Regions from separate parts of the Pungitius pungitius genome. Here region 1 is linked to region 2. The links are chromatin contacts, called in public Hi-C maps. All regions are on one chromosome and are shown on one strand. Each heading gives the region's core, a stretch centred on a gene start, on an enhancer-like site or on the middle of the called end of the contact. The rest is flanking DNA. Distances are from core to core; before and after follow the strand shown. Region 1 holds the start of txnrd2.2 (thioredoxin reductase 2, tandem duplicate 2). Region 2 holds the start of dgcr8 (DGCR8 microprocessor complex subunit).

Region 1 (5,564 bases), core at 513-3,012, 170 kb before region 2:
GCATCAACAATTCAGCTTTAGTTCTTCTTAAAAAAGCATTTTAATTTAAAGGTATCACCCACAATAGAACTTTGCAGGGAAAGTATAACATATTAACTATTAACTAATTAAAAATGGGACATGAGCTCATTTATTGTTACATTTGTAATGAATACATGTATATAATTACTGTTTTGTATTGTTGTTAGCAACGCTCTCTGCGGTTCTCTCTATATATATGGATATTGTTTATTAAAAGTAAAAGAAGACCTATTAGGAGCATTACTAATCATGGGAGTTCAAGCTAATGGTCTCACCGGAATAAAAACATTGTGGGTTAACACCTGTTTGCCCTGGAGCCAGTCACTCAATCAACATGCACTGGCTGACTTATCCTCCTTCATCCGTGTGCCAACAGAACATAGCTCACGCCACACAGTCATCAAAAATAAGAGAAGAAAAGAAAAACACACAAATAATGAATGAGTGAGCGAGGAGACTGTGTCACTTACTTGTCCTGGAGCTGAACTCTGTGACCCCAGTTCAGAGACCTGACGTGGTTTTGAATGGCCTCCGCCATGGTGGCCCTGCCAAACACATTCGAGGTTACGCTATAAGCTAACCCGAAAAGATGCTACATTCTGTGCCTGTGGTCACGTGTAGTTACCTTGGGTTGGTTAAAAAAAATAATGGTAATCTTTACAGGTCTGGCCTGTGAGCAGACTGCCATTCACCTAAGGAATGTCTGTCCTACTGCAGTGACGTCACTAGATGGCGCCGTTTAGCTACTCGTGAATATTTTGCAATCCATCCGATCGATCGGGGTAACCTTCCCCGTAAATTCATGAAAATAAACTGGTGATTGACCTACCAGTCGTGACAGACGGGATCTGAGATCTGCCATCCGTACTTCCTGGCATCTTTGACGGCGGTGCCGAGGAGAGCAGCCTGGTGCATGAGCTTCTTGGGAATGCAGCCCACATTTACACATGTACCACCAAGACCCCACTTGGTACCTGTTTGGAAGAAAAAAAACATAAAGAGTAACTTAACAATACTGTCTTTTGATATGATGATCTCATCTTAAAGAAAAAATACGTCACCCTTAACAGATGGCTCCACATAATCCAGGACAGCCACTTTCTGTCCCAACTGTGCTGCTGTAAATACAAGTATGTTGCTAAAAATGTATTTTTCAAGTTATTAATATTACAAATCTGCGTGCAAAGCATTGATACTCAAAAAAATCACCTTCTTTTGAACAAGCTAGGCCTCCCGAACCGCCACCGATAACCACCAGGTCGTAGTCGTAGATCCCTGCAGGAGCACATCGGAGGAGGAATAATAATTAACGTTAAATGTAGGTGTGCATTCACGACAGGGCCGTGCCACCCTCCTCCGGCTGACCTGCGAGCTCTAAGGTGGTGCAAAAGTTTTAATGTAGTCGACTTGTTAAGAGTCGAGATGGGTCGAGGACACCAGGTGATGATAGTTAACAGTAAGTTAACAGGAATTCAAATAACCAGCCGATTCTCACGGAGGTTAAACTAACGTTATCTCTGAGTTACGTCAGCTCTGCAGGTTTGTAACCTAGTTGTGTGACGACAGGGACTAATATAATTATTAACACCCGCACAATTCGTTTCCACCATATCTACACAACATATATTTTTGAACAAAACATTGTTACCGGTCAGGTTTCTTGTCAAAACATGCAAACAGTTAGTGCTTTTCCACCGGTGTCTGCCCCTGCAGAGGGCAGCCATGTTGTTGTTATGAAAGGACCCCGGGCCGGGTTGGTGCTAGCTAGCATATTGCCTGATAAGAAATGGGTCAATGAGAGAATTCAACTTAAATCTATTAGAACTGTTATTCTGTAAAATATTAACGGTGAACACTTTGATTATGTTAGATAAAAAAGTTTGGATCTCATTCAATTGAATTTAATTATTTCGAGGTGTTATGCAATTTACTCATGTGAGCTTACATAATTAAAGTGCAGTCTTTAATGACCTTTTCAGCACATTTGAATAATTTATAGGATATGTACAAAGGATAATGTTGGCCAAAATACATTTATAAGATCATTGGTTTCTCACTTACTTTTACAGGTTTTTCGTTTTTCGTGAACGAAAGTTCACAGTGTCCATTCATTTGTAGAATCCACTTTTCATCAGCACAATTTTGGAAAAGTACATCAAAAATAGTTATTTGGGTGAACTGACCCTAACTATTGTAATGGTAAAATATGTTATAATATAGTCTTATGCTAAAAGAGTGCTTATTTACTGTATTGAACTGAAAAATCAGCAAATCAGATAAGATTCAAGGTTTCCATTTGCAACTGTGTCTGAAGAAGGGAGTGAAAGTTACTCTCATACAAATGCTCGAACAAAGGAACTATGTTACTCCCATCTTGACCTTGGTTTTTGGTTTGCAACATTTCATATCTGCCACTGAGGATGGCCTTCACGTGTGTGTATAAAAGCTCAGCGTTTTGACTGCTCGGAGACGCCATCTCCACAGAGCACCGTGATACGTGCTTGTGTATTTGACCTCCTGCTTGCTAGTAATAAGTGGACTTTTGCAACTTTGATGGTTCATCAAGACTCTGTTTTATTGACATACAGGTGTGACATTATTGGGATATTAAATGGTTCTTTGAGATATTATTACATTCATTTTCACACTCATCCGGTGGGCCAGATGTTTGACACCCCCTATAGCAAATCTTTTCTCTTTACACTCAGTCATTTCCCTTGTTAATGTAAAGCAGCTTTACTGTCAGTGATCCTGAAACCCATGTGGTACTTTCTTAAATAGTAATAGTAATCAGTAATTTGAATGATTTGTAATTTGTAATGATTTCATTCAACCCGGCGCTGGTGTATTTTGATCAGTGATTAGAATGTGTCAAGAGCACCATCACTATGCTGGAAGGCTCCTTAAGGCATGAAGCAGTTTGGCCAACAAGGCCAGCACTAGCTATGTAAACGATAACGTTAATCTAAAGCATCCTATGTGTGACATGAGATACAGACCTCCATGCAGGGCTTCCCTCTCCTCCTCCTCTTCGTTTTCGTCCCTTTGCACCAGAGGGTTTGAGCCTTTTGATTTTACGTTATCTTGATCTTGAGTGTGACCGTTGCCTTGCAACGCAACTATAAGGTCCCCCCCAAACACATATCAAATTTCAACATATGGCGGGGGCGCCATGTTTATTTGTTTTAATGAAGGTTTTATTTCACCAGGGTTTTATTTCGTGTTGTTGGGAGAAAGATGTATGCTTACACCTTGGTCGCCTACAGGGGCTGCTGTTACAACGATATTGAAATCAAAACAAAATACCAAATAAACAGACGCAGAGACATTCAAAAATGTCATTCCAGGCATGATTTATTGAAAACACACCAAATGGACACTCTACAAACTGGTATTTTTCTGTTATGTTTGACAAGCGTAATATCTGCCACTGGGTATTAGTAAAATGAACACAGTACATTCTCACTGTGGCGACGCTTCTGCTCGCTAACAAAGCGTCAAGAACTTCACTCCTCTAGGAAATTAAAATCATTTTTTGAATGACGATCGGTTTAAAAGTTTATAATACAATGTAAAACAATGCAGAAACCCACCAACAGTCTATCCTACGAGGGGTTGGGAGGGTGAGGGGTTGCAGGATGAACGCATGAGTGAAAAGGGAGGGGGGGGGGGGGGGTGTGTAGAAGAGGTGAACCGACAGAATGGAGAGATGAAAGGGAGGAATGAAGTTATATAAAAGACACTTATCTTTATCTACCATGGAAAAGATTAAGGCACATGATAGGTACAAACACATCTGCTACTGAGTAGTACAGTTACTTTACTTCTTGAGTCGGTTCTAGCTACACAGGTACATCTGTGTGTCCCGCACTTCTTTTACAGCACAGCGCCCCGGCTCTGCATTCTGTGAATTTACAATGTGTTGTGCGTCCACAAAATACTGCAAATCCTTTGGTTGTGGGACTGTGAAGTGCGGTGAGGAGTCCAATGAAAGCACACACTTCTGAGGACACACAAAGGGGGATGCCGGGTTTTTTTTCTCCTTTTTTCTTTTTTTTTTGAAACCTCTGAAATTAAAATCTATACACTAAGTTATTTTTTTGTAGTTTATTGATTTTTACCACAACATACATCTTTGTAAACACTGTGTAAAATATGCAAGCTTCATAAAGTCACATACGTCACAAAGGAAAAAAAAAAAAGAAAAAAAATCAGACTTCACTGCAGGCACATGCCATTTCGCCTTGATGACGCATGAGTGATGCCAACAACTTGGATTGGGTTCTCCTTGCGTCTCTCTGAAAGACAGAGGCTGGAAAGGAGAATCAGGTTCACTGGGCTTCGTGTGCGGTCTCACCCAGCAAGAGAAAAACGTGTCATTGTGATTCTGTATTTCTCTGCCTCCCTTCGCCTCGTCTGCCCCGAAACCCCGACGCGTTGTAAAAATATATACTATGTGACCAAACTTGATGTTCTTGTACAGTGGGATGCAACTCTTTTTTTGTTTTTTCGCCTTAAACATCCAGATCCCCTCGCCGTCCCGTACGCTCGTCTTGCACGTGAATGAGTTAGTTAATATCCAAATGACACCACAAAAAAACTGGCACTTGGAAACAATAGAATATAAACATCTGTACAGTTCTTCATGCTCACGACTTCATATTTTTTAAGATGCGCCGGTGAAGGAGAGTTCAGGGTTCAATGCATCGGAAACTTTTAAGAAAGAACTTTTATTAACGCTGAAGTCTCTTTTCCATCTCATTAGTTTGACCTATGACCTCTCCCAGGGGCTGTCAGACCACATGTGACTCGTGGCCCTTTGAAAGAACACTGCAAATAAATTTCTTTTCTGTGAATTTTTTTGACAAATACAAAATATAAATAGGTGATCTTCGGCGTAACTCAACAATATTTGACACACATTTAAGTTACGGGGTTATTTCTTGTTTTCAAACACGGTGAGCCTTTATCAAATGAGATGTGCTTTGCAAACAATGTGATATTAATATACAACTAAGAAGTCTGTAATTTGGGGGAGGGGGAGGGGGTTCTTCTCTGTGATTTTCCTGTCTTTTGACCCTAATATACATTTTTATAAAATCCAACAAAAATAAAAACTGCTTTTAGATCTACAAAAAACGTCCACCTCTATTCAGAAATAAGAATCATTTATCCACAAAATGCCTTATATCCTCTTTAATACACATCATTGAGAGCAACCACCCAGGAAACTGCATCGCTACACAGTATGTGTGATTGTACAAGTGACCACAGCTCAGTGAGTGAGGGTCACCATGACGACCACGATGAGACAGAAACGCTTGATTTCCATTGTAAGCTTACACCTGCGATGCAGTGTGAACAGAAATTGCTCCATCACACTACGTCACTTTCCTTACTTTTTTCTCTCTCACTTTATAAATGAACATCACTTGTTAGTCAACTTTTGATTTTTTTTTTTTAAAGCATCTCAATGCACTTAAAAAAAAACAAGACAGTGGACCAAATGCATTGTGAGTCTACAAGAGCCGACCTTTGCGTGT
Region 2 (5,545 bases), core at 664-3,163:
ACATAAATCCCCTGTGTAATGAAAGGGGAAGGGCGGAGGGGGGGGGGGGGGGGGTTGCTTGCACTTGGAAGCCAATGTGGAGACCTTTCCTGTGGCCAGAAGGTCTGCAGTTCTCTGCCTTCCACCGCCGGCTCACTTTGTACACCGCTGTTGTGACTGTTTATTCCTCGTAGTGGTCCACAGTGTTACTCCTGCCCTTTGCCCGTCTTTCTCTGGAGGTCTTTTTCCTCGTTTTTATTTTTTCGTTTGCTTATGTGTACCATTTAGGACCAATACAATTATCCTGATAGATGCAGAAGGTAACGTGACCTTCACAGAGCGCACCATGCTCAACGGGGACCCGGGCGAATGGAGCACCAGTTCTTTCCAGTTCAAACTGCAGGTGTGACGACATGATGGAGGAAAGCCACTCGGTGCCTTTCTATGTCACCTTTCATTCCCGCCGGCCACCACCTTCCTCCTCCTCCACCTCCCCCTCAAGCTGCACCGTAGCAATCATGTGAAAATGAAGATCCGTATGCACTTTTTTTGAGCTAGTTGATTCTTGCTGCCTCATTGACATCAGTGATATGTATTTCTTACTTTCGATCTGAAATGCATCTTTTGAAAATGTTTGCTAATTTAAGATTGCCAAAGAACAGTTAAAATGTTGTAAATGAAAATATTATAACAAAACAGCAGGGTTGGGTGGCTTCTAAAGACTAATGCATATCAGACTGCTGGTAACCTGCTTTGATGTGTAATCACTGCAGTCATACACAAGGTAATTTATTATTAAATTGTTTCTGGACTACAATTTGAAATTATTTTTATTTTTACAATATAGGAAAACATTGGGACGTTAGTATATTTCCAGAGAACATATAATTTAAATTGATGGTAAGAATTATAGATTAGAGTTGTCTCTGCTTTTTAAAATGTTTGAGTACTGTGATGCAGGTAATTAGTTCTGGTCCAACACTGCACAAGTAGCGTCAGTGTTGTTTACAACATATTTTCCCATAGTTTAATGCAAACCGTTTGAGGCAATTGCTGACCACTACCCGGGTGAGAAAAATTAAGAAATAAATAATGGATTTTACAGCTGTTTGATAAAAAATGTATCAAAGCACTCCCCTCGGTCTTCTATTTGTTAATTGCTGACACGATTGCCCTGTAAGGAGCCCTTTTTTTAACTAACACCCAATTTACTGCTTTTCATTTATATCACATGAGAACACTAGTAATTCCTCTTAGGTGGCAGAGAAACATAGGAAAAATCTTTGCTCTGTTCTTTCTGAAGTTTTGAAGAGGAATATTCCAACTAAAACAGTAACTCAGTTAATATGACTTGACTTTCATTATGATCTACTGTCAGATTTTGAGCCCCTCTTTAGCCATGGGACTGTCTAGGTCCACAGTAATGCTCTAATCTATTTTTACCTTTAAAACTCAATAAATTATGATTAACTTCATATAAATTGATGGAAATTAATGATCACACCATACCCACTATTCAATTAACTTGGTAAATAGTGACCCCAACTGGCAGGTTTAGGTATTGCATTGCCTATAATCCATATGTAGTCTTCCCCTCAACAGTAAATATTTACCTAACAACACCCTCGAACTGTAACATTATTGACAATAAAGTACAGCCTCTCGTACCTTATTGCTTCATTAAAACATTACTATTTTACCACAAACACTGGCGGTGACAACACAAAAGAAAAACCTAGCCGTGTTGTCAGGGGACACGGAGAAAGTCTACCGCGATGTCGGAAGTAGAGCGGTCTGAACTTCCGTCTACGCGACTCATGCTTTCTACGGCCCTGGTTGAATGACACAAGAACGCGTCGATGAAGGCCGTTGCGATAGGCCGGTTCATCGATCATTTATAAAAAAGGCCGGTACCGGGAGGCGGGACTTGAGTTGGTTTGCCGCTGTGTTTTTCTTCAAGATGGCGGTGCGGCAGTTGAGTCAGTATGGCGCCGCGTTGAGTGTATAATACTTTGGAAAGGTAGCTTGTTGCACGAATACCGTCGTGTCATTTTTATCGGTGAGTATGTATGCGTATGTATTAAAACTGCTGTCACAATAGCTCGGCGGGTTTTGCAGCCGTGTACCTCTGTAACGGTACAGCCATATGATCGGTTGCTAACATTTTAGCATTAGACGTTAACGTTACCGGGGGCCCGATGTGCCGCTGGAGACCGAACAGATGCGCTACAACGAGGTCCCTCGCTATTTTATTTTGAGATTAATTTGCTTGTCATTTGAAGATTAATTAGCGTCATATTATGTCAATAGCAACCAAATATTTAACCATCGTCCCACGTTGAAGTGTGTTACTGAAGCTCCTCTGTAGTAGCACCAGTTAGTAGCCTATGTTTAATATTCCATAGCTCTAGTTACGCTGATAACGTTATTCCTAAAGCTGAACAACTTGACTGAAATCTCTCACTGGTATTTTTTTTTTCTTTCTTCTAGCTTCCAGAAGACACCAGTGGAGGATGATCAGTGCCTAGATCCCATATTAAGCTGAATGCATTGTGATTTCCAATAATTGAGACAGTGATTCTGAAAGCTGTCTACATTAATGAAAAGAACAATGTAGTCAGCTTAGCATTTTCACCTCTGGTACGTGGTCTATAAAGGGATGTGCTTCTGCATGCATTCTGGCTTTAGATAAGCAGAGTCTCCAAACAGGTCGGATTCTACAATAAGTTATCCGTTTTGTATAAATTGTAGTTCATTATAGAGAGGAAATGGAAGTAGATGATGTGCTACCCCCTCTCCCCTTGGAGCCGCCTGATGATTTTGGCCGAGATGAGGGCAGAGCACCTCCACCACCTCCCCTGCAAACGTCCAGTGACGCAGAGGTAATGGACGTTAGCTCTGGTGGTGATGGATACACGTACACCCCAGGGGACGGGGAAGCCAACCCACAGCAGCCCTCGATAACCTTCTATAGCGACCTCTCCGATGAGGCTAATCCCATCCCGCCGTGCCCCAGGACGGCCCGCCACGCTCCCCAACTCACCGGGTTCCTACCAGACCTCAAGCTGCTCAGAGATGTTAAGATCCGTGTAAGCTTCACTGAAAGCAGCAATAGCAAAGACCGCAAGGTTTTGTACACGGGTGAAGGGCAGGAGGGAGGAAGTGGTGATGGCTTAGGCAGCGTAAATGGTGAGTTGCATGACTCAAGCGAGCTGGAAGTACCCGAGGGAAACGACGTAGCGGGCAGAAGAGCCGACGAGGCAGAGGTAGACCTGGAAAATAAGGTAGAGTTTGCCGTCCTGGATGAGTTGGATGACCTCTACGACAACTTCCTGGATAATGACGACGCAGAGCTGGGTGGCTTTAAGTCTGAGGTCATAGTTCAGCAGGAGCAAGCAGATGAGGAGGCCGTGGCTTTCTCCTATGAGGTACGTCCGTTCTTGTGTCCGCAGTAACCTTTTTCAGTTTCAGGTACACACCCATTTTGCCCCCAACTGTCCAATAGGAATGATGCAGGCCTACTACAGCCCTATGACATGGTCCAAACAAGAGAAAATTCTGATTCTGATACCACAGCGATGGCATACCTGATATAGAAATAACAAAAAAAAGGTTATTCAGTAAAAAATAAAAGCAATACTAACATCAATAGTGTTGTATTGCTGCTTACCTACAACTGTCACAGTATTGAGGAGAAAATGTGCTGTGCCGTAAAAATATTTCTTATTATACACTGACTTCCAAATGAAAAAGGATTATTGGACCATGTCATCTAATAATAACAGGAGACACCCCTACAAATCAACACAACAATGCCGATTTTAGGGGGAATGCAGCCTAAAGGAGGCCGCGTCACCCACATTAATATACTCCTGAAGCCATCTAGATAAGTTTTGTGTTATTTATTCCCTCTACAACAATACAATGCAGCTGAATGGAGTTCGATTTGTGGCAAACAAAGCATAAAAAGTACATTTTTAATTATGCAACAGTCACTATTCAGAAACTGTTCTGATGATTTTAAAAAAATCAAGAGTTGTAGGTTTTATAGCTATTTGCTACAGGGAAACCGTACAGACAGGGTCACTGTGAACTGGAAGAGGACATTGGGGATCATGACGTAGAAAAAGGGCAGCTGGAACGGAGAATAATGAATGTTGTAGTTATTGGTTTAAAATTGCAACACGCAAGACCTTTGCTGCCTCAGTCAGCGTTTAGTCATCAAATCAAGCAGCGGACATTTATAGAAATGTTGGTTTGTATTACTGAAAATGTCAAGTGAGGTGCTGGAAGAGGTTAGTGCCTTTTTTCTGATGAAATAGTTATAAAAAGGATAAATCAAAGCTGCTCTCATTTGTAATTTAATTTCTAATAAAAGTTGATAGATATATAGGTTCAATATAATCTTTTTCTGAATTCAGTACAATGACAAGTTTTACTTCAATGCTGCCTGGTTTTATTATTTTCTCCAATTGTTCATCTTCTGGCTTCACATCCTCTTAAAAACTCTTACACTGGTGACCCATCCTTTTCTCCCGGCCTTAACCACCCACTCTTCCAGGAGGAGTTTGACAATGATGTCGATGCTCTGCTCGAGGAGGGCATGCCAGTCCCCAAAAAGATGCGTCCGTCAGAGGACAAATACGGCGGGGACAGCGATCATCCGTCAGACGGGGAGGAGGGAGGCGTTCAGCCCATGATGACCAAAATTAAGACTGTCTTGAAGAGTGAGTGGTGGATCTGTCTGTTTTAGAGCTGGGAATAGTGAAACGTGGTTTTAGCACTATGGAATGCATGTAATATTACAGGTTTCATCCCTGATTTAAATCATCATTATTAGAAAAGTTTCCCCCAAAAGGGATATTATAGTAATTATTGGCTTCATTTACACCCCCCCCCCCTCCCCCCCATGCCAGGTCGTGGGCGTCCACCCACCGAGCCTCTACCTGATGGATGGATCATGACATTCCATAACTCTGGTATTCCCGTCTACCTGCACAGAGAGACCAGGGTGGTGACCTGGTCCCGACCCTACTTTCTTGGGACTGGCAGCATTCGGGTAAGATGTCTGATTAATCTACTTAAACGTTCTGCTCAGCTCAGTTGGTGGTCAGTATCTGCCCCACATGACCTCCTCTCTGCTCCCGTCTAATCTATTTCTTTTTTTATCTTGAGGTCATGAAATCGTTCCTGCTCAGCTCTTGAAATTCCTGTTCACATTCTGGTTAAAACCTTGGATTTCTTTCTCCAAACAGAAACACGACCCTCCTACCAGCAGCATCCCCTGCCTCCACTACAGGAAAATGAAGGACAATGAGGAAAGGGAGCTAAATGGAGAAGTGACGCCCATGTCAGAGGAGGCTCCTGTCAAGCCCAGCTACGAAGCAAATGGTGAAGAGATGGTGGACAAGTCGGACGCTACGGGTGAGGAGGTAGACGGCTTCCCTCCCCCCGTTGTGGCTGACGCCGTGCCAAACGGAGAGGGCGACAAAGAGGAGGAGGACGACGCCGCAGCCACAGCCAAGAGGAACCAGAAGCTTAAAGATGCTCACCTCTGTGAAATTGC

The links. Hi-C and Micro-C count contacts between places; a contact is called where the count stands out from the background.
Region 1: a contact with region 2 is called in a Hi-C map of muscle, with 7 times the contacts expected there. The contact joins the promoter of txnrd2.2 here to the promoter of dgcr8 in region 2. A contact is called at or near these places in 2 of 2 Hi-C or Micro-C datasets (both in muscle).

What each region holds. Positions count from the first base shown.
Region 1 is chr5:18,481,848-18,487,411 of fPunPun2.1, reverse strand. It overlaps txnrd2.2 (thioredoxin reductase 2, tandem duplicate 2), which reads right to left and starts at 1,762. Exons shown (of 17, transcript XM_037483194.2): 1 at 1,670-1,762; 2 at 1,231-1,296; 3 at 1,083-1,139; 4 at 851-995; 5 at 492-566. The coding sequence starts at 1,745. arvcfb (ARVCF delta catenin family member b) reads right to left here. Exons shown (of 20, transcript XM_037481332.2): 20 at 3,354-5,564.
Region 2 is chr5:18,312,758-18,318,302 of fPunPun2.1, reverse strand. dgcr8 (DGCR8 microprocessor complex subunit) reads left to right here and starts at 1,913. Exons shown (of 14, transcript XM_037481343.2): 1 at 1,913-2,038; 2 at 2,470-3,407; 3 at 4,541-4,706; 4 at 4,896-5,038; 5 at 5,235-5,545. The coding sequence starts at 2,748. It overlaps tango2 (transport and golgi organization 2 homolog (Drosophila)), which reads left to right. Exons shown (of 10, transcript XM_037481352.2): 10 at 268-1,114. The coding sequence ends at 388.